Regions from separate parts of the Mus musculus genome. Here region 1 is linked to region 2. The links are chromatin contacts, called in public ChIA-PET maps. All regions are on one chromosome and are shown on one strand. The core of a region is the stretch at or near the end of the contact, and the rest is flanking DNA. Distances in the headings are between cores, read along the strand shown.

Region 1 (5,037 bases), core at 392-2,891, 170 kb before region 2:
GATTATAAAAAAGACATATGAATAATTTCTATAAAGCCTCTGTGTGATTGCTCTTACCATTCTAGTGCACCACATGACAGATTATTTCCAGTGTTTCCTTCTCTGCTTGTTCCTGAGTTTTATTAAATTTAATTAACATATGCATAAAGAGAATGAACCATTTGAAATCTGTACTCCTGCCGTGGCATGACTGATACTGGGGTAGGCAGTTCTTAACTATTACCAGGAGAATGTGTATACTAAACATGAAGTACCTGGAACCTTTGTAGCATCTCCAAAAGTTATTTTTCAGAACTCTGTGTCTCACAAAAGCAACTGGTACTACAAGTGTGTGTGGTCTCATCAATTAGGAAAAGGCAGTAGGCTGTGACCCCTCTGAAAGAAAAACAGAGAAAAATAATTTGTTGTAGCTGTTACCATGGAAACTGGGGACCTCTCTTGGAGCCTTTAGCCTCATTGGTAAACGAGTTTAAGAATGGATTCAAATGGAATCTCAAATGTTAAGTCTGATCTATTCTTCCCCTGGAACTGGTTGGAGGGAGGGACTGAGATGGGACTCCTCCAGACCTGTGAAGGTATCCTACTATAGGTGAAATTTTCTGAAGACCTGAAAAATGCACAGAAATTACAAATCCAGACACAGCTTCTGGAATCTGTTCCATGGGGTTCTTTGGGCCCTCACATCAAGCATATAATCAAGGCTCACTCATGGTAAAGATTCTTCACACATCACCAAAATCATGCTTATGTTTCCTACTTGTATAAGCTTAGGACCAAATGGATGCTTCCGTCCACAGCTAAAAAGTACCATCAGAGTCAGCAGATAGGAATGTTCACACTTGAGGAAGGTATGAAGGCCCTGGAACTACCCAGGAAGATGGAGTGAAGCCTCTTTCTAGTCAGTGTGTCTGCCACATAAACACAGGGATTAGCTCTGACCGATGTTGAAATAGTTCTGGCTTGACTTAATTGCTATGTTAATGTAACATGGTAAACTCCCCAGAGACAACTACACAGATACTCTTAAAACTGGATAGAAAGTCATCATTGGGGCAGGAGAGATGGCACAGTGGTTAAGAGCACCGACTGCTCTTCCAGAGGTCCTGAGTTCAATTCCCAGCAACCACAAGGTGGCTCACAATCATCTATAATGGAGTCTGATGCCCTCTTCTGATGTGTCTGAAGAGAGTAATGGTGCCGTACTCATATCCCTTAAATAAATAAATAAATAAATAAATAAATAAATAAATAGTCTTCCTTTGCTAGCTCATAGCTGCATGAGGAACCAGCCCAAATCCTCAGCCCGAAGCCTTACAGCTCTTGGCTTTTCATACACAGAAACCACATCCTTGTTGACACACTTTGACTAGAAAGAATAGTTAACAGGAAGTAGAACTACAGAAGCCAAAAAGCACGGTTAGTACATTTAGGGACTTTTTATTCCAGGACTTCCCCAGTGACATCCTGGAATCTTTGGCTTGGGCTTTATCCCCATTTTGGCCTTTAGCCTACCTACTGGATTCCAAGGCCCTCTATCATGGCATCGGTTGTTCTAAGATCTGGATGCCTATTAAGGTCTAGGAGCTTGTTTCTTTGTGCAAACCAGACAAGCTGTAGTAAATCTAAGCAGCTGTCCAGAAGAGGGAGACAAGGTGGGGACGAGGAAGAGAGAAAGCCATGCCCTTTGAGTTAGCTTACATAGAGGGGTTAGCCACATAGAGAACAAAGCAGTTACATGGCAAGGAAGAATGCTTCAGTAAACGGTAAGGAGGACCAAAGTGTTACAAAAAGCGTGCTTAAAAGCGAGATTTTTAAAATTAACAGATCAATAAATAACAAAAGGAAAAGCTGCATTGTTTTTGCGTAATTCCCCAAAAGAGGCAGCTGCTAGGCTGAGACCCTCTAAGCTAATTGTGCTGGAGGCAGGAATTCTGGGAAGGAAAAGTATATTGTCTCACAAAAGGGAAAGATCATTCTTCCTATCTCATTAGCACAGTTCCAGATAGTCTCTCGTTCCTGAGGCAAGAGTTTTACCCTACTGGCCCTTCCATGCCTCTGGAACACGAGTTCTGCAACTAAGGAACACCTTCAGCTCAGCCTTTCATCATTGTGTCTGAATAACACGAACCTACAAAGGTCCCAACTAGCCCAAATCTGAGAAGCAGAGATATTCTGGTAAATTACATCATTACTGACTCTCATATCAGTAAGAAAGACAACTTTTGGGAACACTCGGTTTCAGAAGATTTCAGTCCACCACTCCAGAGAAGCTGTGGAGGGCAGCTCCATTCGGGATGCCAAGTCTAGAGAGAAGGGTTTCCGTATACAAGGCAAGCAGATGGAACCAGACTAGACACAGCTAAGGATACGCACCATGCCCTATCTATAAAGGTCCCATCTGAGAATCCCACAGCCTCCCAAATCCACCAGCTGGAGAACAAGCACTCAAAATATAAATCTGCAAGGGATACTTCAGATTCAGACCCTAACAATAATATTCTCAATAACTAGCCAAAATTATCTGGGTAGTGGCAGCACACCCCTTTAATCCCAGCCAACACTCGGGAGGCAAAGACAGGCAGATCTGTGTGAGTTTGAGACCAGCCTGGTCAATAGAGTGAGTTCCAGCATAGACATAGATATACAGAGAAACCCTGTCTCAAAAAAAAAAAAATAGCTAAAATGTATTGAGAAGATCAAACTAATCCAAATTTGACTTGTTCTTCCTATCTCCACAGATTCAAGGCCAGCTTCAGTTACATTGTAAGTTCTAGACAGCTTGAGCTGCAGAGTTAAACCTTGTCTCAACAAAATAAAATACAGTAAATAAGCAACAACAAAATACTTGTTTTTTTTTATTATTAGTGGAAGAAAGCCTGTCTCCAGACAAACTCTCATGAATAAAGAGAACCTAAAAGTCATCACAGATTTTAAAGAAATTCTGGGATGAAATGCTAAATTAGAAAGTCATTATTGAGAATGCCAACATAATTGTAGCTGCTTGTGCTTAGAAATACTTTTGTTATATAATTTAATGTAAGTACATTCTCTAGTATGTTAAGACAAAAAAAATATTCTCTGCACTTCATAGACTTACATAAATAAATACACTATTGTTCAGGTTTTACTTTTAAAAATGGGGAATAAAGGAAATCGTATAACAAGGAGAGAAAGCCAGAGAAGGAGTGTAAAATTTATCCAAATCTTAGCAATTGTGGTAATAGGCATAGGCCTGCCAGATTTAAAAAGAAACCAACTTAACTTTCAATTTCTTATTAGCAATATTTATTTTTGTCGGGATAGGCACAGCCTATGTAATCATGTCCATTGTTCATTCCTTACTTAAAATTCAGTTTTAACTTAACATTCTGAAGGATTTTAGCTTGTTAAACATGGCAGACTCAATATGCTAAATATACAAATTGCATTGTAAAAAGACATACATTGAATAGAAGTATGAATGGTGATATTTTTCCCCTTTCGGGTATTAACATGCATGGAGACAAAAAGGAAAGGGGATTCGGGCGGTGGTGATGCACGTCTTTAATCCCATCACTTGGGAGGCAGAGGCAGGCAGATTTCTGAGTTCAAGGTCAGCCTGGTCTACAAAGTTAGTTCCAGGACAGCCAGGGCTACACAGAGAAACCTTGTCTTGAAAAAAAAAAAGGAAAAAAAAGGAGAAAGAAAGAAAGGGGAAGTAACAGGTGGTGTTTCCTCTCATTTGTTCACAAATATTTCCTGTTATTTGTAGCCTGTTGGGGTTTTTGTAAACAGATAAAAATGAGAGCCTGTTTGGGAACTCATAATATTTGGTAGCTTCTTAGGATAGCGGCATTCAACATTCAGCATGAACATGCTAATCCAATAAGGATGCAAATCTAATAAGGAGGCATCATTATACATCGCATTAACTACTTAGGGAAATAAAAATGGCTAGAAATCAGGCAGCCTCCACAGTGTTTTAAACTGCAATTTATTTTTAAGCCACAAAATCATCCGCAGCCTTGTTTCAAATAAATGTAAACTTTCTTTGCCATAAAACTAAGGATGATCCGAGATTAAAATTCATGAGCTAAAAGAAAATATGAATGGTGCTGTATTTAATCAACACATGAAATCTATAGTCAGGAGGACTATTTCCAACAAACAGAAAGGAAACTGAAAACACATGTGCACTGTGAGTTCATTCATTATCAGCATAGTTTTATTGTTTGTTTGCTTTTTAATCAGAATAAACAGAAATGCTCCTGAAACTAAGCTTTATCAATAGCATAGCTAGGCAACTTATTTCAGTATTTGTCTGTCAGTTTTTGCTTTGTTTTTTTTTTAAAGAATTATTTATTTACTATATGTGTGTACACTGTAGCTGTCTTCAGACACTCCAGAAGAGGGCATCAGATTTTTGTTACGGATGGTTGTGAGCCACCAGGTGGTTGCTGGGATTTGAACTCAGGACCTTTGGAAGAGCAGTCGGCACTCTTAACCGCTGAGCCATCTCACCAGCCCCCTGTCAGTTTTAAATACACAGAATTTCTAAAGTATCTAAATAAACACATACATATACACACACATGCATACACACACACACACACACACACACCAGGCCAGTGAGATAGGTCGCTGAGTAAAGGGTCTGCCATTCAAGCCTGATAATCTGACCCCAGAAGGAAGCCCACATTCAAACAAAGGCAGCCGCATGCAGAGGAATGTAATCCCCACACTCCTAAAATGACCTGGTGAGACAGACATCAGCCCTGCTGCTAGCTTGGAGTACACAGCCCAGACTCAGAAACAAGAGAGATGCTACCTCAACCAAGCAAAAAAGAAAATGGAGCCATGAAAATTGTCCTCTAACGTCTATACACTCTATACACCTACACCCTCATACACATGTGCATTCATACCACACATACACACACACAACTACACACAACTACAACAACAATAAAATGAGAACATACACACAAATGAAAATTTGCCTGACTTAGAAAGGTCATTTTAAAGACAACCAAACTCTACTTGTTACCAAATAACTCT
Region 2 (5,451 bases), core at 2,440-4,939:
CCCCCACCCCGAGTCTTCCCCCACTCCCCCAAGGCTCAGAGATCACTTCAGACAAGGAAATGGAAAGAGGCAATAGATGATGACTAGAAGGCTGTCTTCTGGACACAGCAGGGTATCAGCAAGTATGAAATTATAGAGTATGACAGCAAGCATAAGCCTAAACCAGGTCAAATCCTAACATGGACAGGAAAGTTAGACATCCAGTCCAGTCTTCTCTAGCTTAAGAGCAGCAATTGTTAGCCATCAGAGAGGCAAAAGGAGGTTTTTCTAAGGATTTAGTCAGCCTCTGGCAAGTTGACTACACTCTAGTTGAAGCCCATACATCCAAGGATACTTGGCAGCACAAATTGGTCTTGACAGGTTTGAAAATATAAAAGGAAAAAGGTTGGATGGGTAAAAAAGTGGAGGGCGGATCTTGGAAAAATATGAGGAAGGGAGTGAATGTGATTAAAATGAACAGAATGCTCAAAAACTAATAAATCTATCTATCTATCTATCTATCTATCTATCTATCTATCTATCTATCTATCTATCTATCTATGTATCTTTGTGTTGTTTTTAACAAAATCTCAGCCACTGAATTTTGTCAATAAAGACTTAGGAGCCAGATGCTGGGATGAAAGCCTGCTAGCTCAGAAAGGCAGAGAAAGCACACAGCTGGTCTTCCTCCTCAGCTGATGTTCCAAAAGTAAGTTCTCCCCAAACTGAATGTCCCTCCCTTCTACTTTCTGTGTCTGTATTCCTGACTTCCTATTATTCCTTACTTTCTCTTTTCCTATTCAGTCCCTGTCAACTGGTTGTTTGCTCTGCCTCTTGACCTGTGTTTGATTTTATTTAATCTTGTTTACAATAAGCAGAAAGCTCTTGGATTAAAGGTGTGTGCTAAGGCTGAGCCAAACCACAGCTAGAAACATGGTTTTTCCAGTAAACAGCACAGTCTTGGGGCTCAGTGTGATCAAATACCCTGGAATATTTATTTACTTTCGGTTTTCTAGACAGGATTTCTCTGTTTAGCCCTGCCTGTCCTGAAACTCATTCTATGGACCAGGCTGGCCTTGAACTCAAAGATCCTCCTGCCTCTGCCTCTCAAGTGCTGGGACTAAAGGTGTGCACCACCCACCACCACAGAGCTTATAAATTATTTTTAAAAGAATATTGAACTGAGTTTATATTTCTGTAAAGTGGGACAACTATTCTTGCAAGGTTATAAGAATTAAGTCAATGTGGGACCTGAGGCCAAGTCCTTATTATGCCTTTACCAAATTTGTTCTGATTTTTATCCTGCCTCTGATCTTATGGTCATATTGAAAATTCCACCCACCTTTATATTGCCACCCAGTCACAATTAACTCAGCATCCTCTCTTCCTCAATCTTCTCTATATGATTTATTCTTTCTTAGGTATCATCACTTGCTCCAGAAACTCTTAGCTATTCTCATATCGCTCATTAAAACCGACTTTGCCCAGTGTTCCTTTTATCAGGAAATGAAAACTCTGGTGGTCCAAACTAAATCCTGTGTTAACCAAAGACTATCAGATCTTCCACTCTATCTCAAGGTATCATTTCTTGTCACACAGACAGAGTTGCCTTTCTCTTTCTTCTACACGGCCTTCAGGCTACTATGGTATGCTCCATACCCTATCAAGTGACCCTGTTTGAAACTAGTCGATCATATCATTCCTGTTCAAAACAAAAAGAAAAACAAAAAAAAATTAAAGTGGACTCACAACTTATTTTTTTTTAAGTATGTCTACTATGTGCCAGGCTTTGTAAAGGTCATGAAACAAAATTGTTTGCTCTACAGAACACACCTTATAGTGGGATGGGTGTGGGATAGGAACAATAAACACTATAATATACTAAACTGTATAAACACTTTGGAGACAAATGAAATGGGTAGGAAACATAAGCAGACTGTGGGTGGTGAGTTTGAATACAGTAAATCATTAGGGCCTTCCTAGTAATATTTTGAAGCAGGGACATGAATAAACGGTAGGAAAAATGAGCTAAGGAAAATGTCTAAAGAGAAGACCCTCTTAAGTAAAACATCAAGAACATAGGCTTTGAAGCAGAGACCTGCAATACATGTCTAAGGTAGTTATCATAAGGAAACCCTTGAGGTTATCTGCAAGAATTGTTTAGAAATAAAAGAACTGAAGTCAGAGGTCAAACATAAAACACATCTACAGAATGGCCTTCACATTTTTAGATCTGCATGATCCAATCCAGTAGCCACTTGCCACATGTGGATATTAAAACTTTATTCAAATTCACACAAAATTTGAAATTGTTCTTCGGTTTTACTACTATATTTCGAGATCTCAAAATCCAGATGTGGACAGTCGTTAGTATGGGCAATACAACAATATTTTCATCATCTCAGAAACCACCTTGGGCAGGGTTTGAATCAATGGCTCACCTGGGCATGATTTTCCTTCTCAGGGAACGTTTGTTAGCCTGGAGGTATTTTCACTTGTATCAAGTGAGAGAAGGGGCACACTATTCTTTGTGGAAATGTAGGGATGGTGTTAGGCATCCTGCAACCTCTACAGCAATAAATTACCCTGCCCCAAATCTCAATAGTTCTGTATTTAGAAAAAAAAAAAAAAAAACTCTAGAGCCGGGCAATGTGGTGCACGCCTTTAATCCCAGCACACGGGAGGCAGAGGCAGGCGGATTTCTGAGTTTGAGGCCATTCTGGTCTACAAAGTGAGTTCTAGGACCGCCAGGGTTACACAGAGAAACCCTGTCTAGAAAAACCAAAAAAAAAAAAAAAAAAAAAAAGAAAAGAAAAGAAAAAAGAAACAGAAGAAGAAGAAGAAGAAGAAGAAGAAGAAGAAGAAGAAGAAGAAGAAGAAGAAGAAGAAGCAGAAGCAGCAACTCTAATAGAAATCCAGTTTCTCCTTCTAATATTCATAACACAAATCACTTTCCACCCACGGTGTTTCCCCACACCAACCAAATGACTACTAACTGCATTTAGGGGACACCAGCCACTAATTCAAATCTAATGGCAGGCAGGTCCTGCAGCTAGAGGCGTAGTCCCAAGATTGTGTGGCACCCTGCCCCTCCAGCTCCACATTAGATGCAAATCTGAAGTCCCAGGTTGTTTCAAGTATACTTAATGACCAACCAGCTGGCAATTGAGGTTCAACTGAGATTCAATTAATTGGGTTAAATTAATTATCTAGCTATCTCAAAGGCGGAGAAGCAAGTTATAGTCCTTTTAAAACCTAGAGCGTTTCAAAGTGTAGTCTAATCTTTGTAGCTAAAGAATATCAAAGTGATGGCTCCCCTAACTCAGAAGCGGCTAGAAGAGGACAGACCTTCAAAAGTACAGGGGTATGATGGAAGCTCTCTTGGCCTCTCCACCCCTGCCTCCACCATCAGGCACGCGCGCGCATGCGCCGCACTTTAAGTCGCCCCTTCGGAGGCGCTCCCCCCCACCCCCCACCCCCAGGTTCGTTTCTAGCCCAGCCTCGAGTGGAAGGTGGATAGATGCTCAGGACACTTCTTTAAACCGCGAACTGTGGAACTCTACTCCAATAGAGGCCGGAGCCCCAAGTCGGAACCACATTTCCTCGCTGACTTTCTGAGCTAGCACTTCCGCCCAGAGAGGGGCTGGAATCTCCGAGACCCTTCCGGCGCTTGCGAGGGATTGAAAAGGCACTTCCGGTGTCTGTTGCCAAGGCGCCGGCCGGCCCGCGGGCCGTGAGGGCGACACTGGTGGCGTCGTCCTCTGCCCCCCATCCCCGGGGGCGAGATGTCGGGGCTCAGCCACTTAGAGTCGGAGGGCTGCCGAAACCTACTCGGCCTGCTGGACAACGACGAGATCATGGCCCTTTGCGACACCGTCACCAACCGCCTGGTGCAGCCTGTGGACCGCCAAGGTAGGCGCCGGCAGGGGCCTTGTCACCCCCAGGGGTCGGGTCCGGTCGGGTCCGGTCGGGTCCGGTTGTCGCCGAAGCCCAGGGAAGGCCTCCGGGTTGGCGCTGCACAGCTCTGCAGCCTCCCCGCCCGCCGGCCGAGCCGGGTCCCGGCGCGCTGGTGAGTCGGACCGTGGTACCGGCTGGGCAAACTTTTGCGGACATGCGGACCCGGATGAGCACCAGATGAGCCCATTCCCATGATTTTTAAGAGCATCCCAGAGTATGTTTCAGTTTTCAGTTTCGATCTCCACGGAGATCAGTCAGCTCCTGCTGTTTTCTTTCAGCCCGAAGGGAAATAATAAACACTATTTGTCAGTGTCTTAGGTAAATACCCACCGAAACAAATAAAAGGCGGACAGTTTTAATCCACGTATGTCAAGGAATGCTCAGCCTCTTCGTCCTACATTCATTCCTAGTTGGGAAGTAGCAAGACCACAGCTTCTTTTGTTTTTGTTTTTTAAATCAAAAGGTTGTATAAAAGACAAAACGGACATATGTACGTTGCATTTATAAGACATTAAAAATATCCTTACTAAAATACATTAGTGAAACGAATGTTGTTGAAAAGAAAGGGATAGAAAATGACAGACAAAACAAAAAGAAGAACACCCTCAAGCCTCCAAAACAAACCACCAAATTTAGTAGCTATTCTGAAATGGATGGGGAAAAGGTGATAGCGTCTTTAGGGAAGTTGGAAATAGGGGCATCAAAGATACTGTGTGTCTGTGGAATAAGATCTTTGGAAGGTAGATGTAATGAGTGCATTGTCTTTTTCTTTTTCTTTTTTTTAATTCTTGCTATTTTGCAGCAGTAGTCTATTTGAAAGATATTTGGTCTGTGCTTTCAGCCCAACTTTTTAGTTTAAAAACATCTTGATGCTGCTGTTTTTCAGCTTCGATTATCTGTAAAATCAGAAGTTTGACAACATTCCTTGGTATCATATATTGTGATTTTAATCATTTTTTTCAAGGTTTATGGATCTTAGGTATTTGGGGCATAGAAATACATTTTTTTTCTGGGTCAGAAATTTTCTGGGTCACTGTGTAGTCCTGGCTGTCTTTGATTCACTTTGTAGACCAGGCTGGCCTCGAACTCAAGAGATCTGGCTGCTTCTGCTGGGTCTAAGGGTGTGTACCACCACTGCCTAGCAAGGTAAAGGAAGTTTAAAATTTAAGGGATTAAAAAAGCAGACAGATGAGCCGGGCGTGGTGGCGCTCGCCTTTAATCCCAGCACTGGGGAGGCAGAGGCAGGTGGATCTCTGAGTTTGAGGCCAGCCTGGTCTACAAAGTGAGTTCCAGGACAGCCAGGGCTATACAGAGAAACTCGGTCTCGAAAAACCAAAAAAAGAAAAAGAAAAAAAAAAGCAGACAGATGGGTAAGTTCTTGCTTTTCAAGCCATAGGCCATGTTGTATAAAAGCAAGAATCAGGACAAGAGCTTAAATCATTTTCAATAAAATCAAAACTTTTGCTGAAGTTGGGCAAATTAACAAGTGCCTTGTAACTGTCTGTTATTTGTTGT

What was found. ChIA-PET counts read pairs in DNA pulled down with a chosen protein or histone mark.
Region 1: an RNA polymerase II ChIA-PET map of effector CD8 T cells shows a contact between it and region 2, with 13 read pairs. The contact joins the enhancer-like site here to the promoter of 4930453N24Rik in region 2. A contact is called at or near these places in 1 of 39 promoter capture datasets (liver), 11 of 484 Hi-C or Micro-C datasets (CD4 T cells, CD8 T cells, the HL-1 cell line and 4 more), 4 of 115 datasets of contacts at active chromatin or transcription factors (the 230-238 cell line, effector CD8 T cells, embryonic stem cells and 1 more) and 3 of 9 other capture datasets (adipose tissue, embryonic stem cells and liver).

Annotation. Positions count from the first base shown.
Region 1 is chr16:64,938,310-64,943,346 of GRCm38.p6, reverse strand. The region is part of intron 2 of Htr1f (5-hydroxytryptamine (serotonin) receptor 1F); the gene reads left to right. Among named protein-coding and RNA genes, the nearest start is that of Gm33971, 66 kb to the right of the region's middle. Within about 2 kb of position 1,641, at least 73 of the 459 cell types and tissues checked have an H3K27ac peak or open chromatin away from gene starts, as enhancers often do. A contact at or near this core is called in CD8 T cells, Th17 cells, double positive thymocytes and 3 more, where this site is marked.
Region 2 is chr16:64,769,177-64,774,627 of GRCm38.p6, reverse strand. 4930453N24Rik (RIKEN cDNA 4930453N24 gene) reads left to right here and starts at 3,689. Exons shown (of 3, transcript NM_026273.2): 1 at 3,689-3,891. The coding sequence starts at 3,765.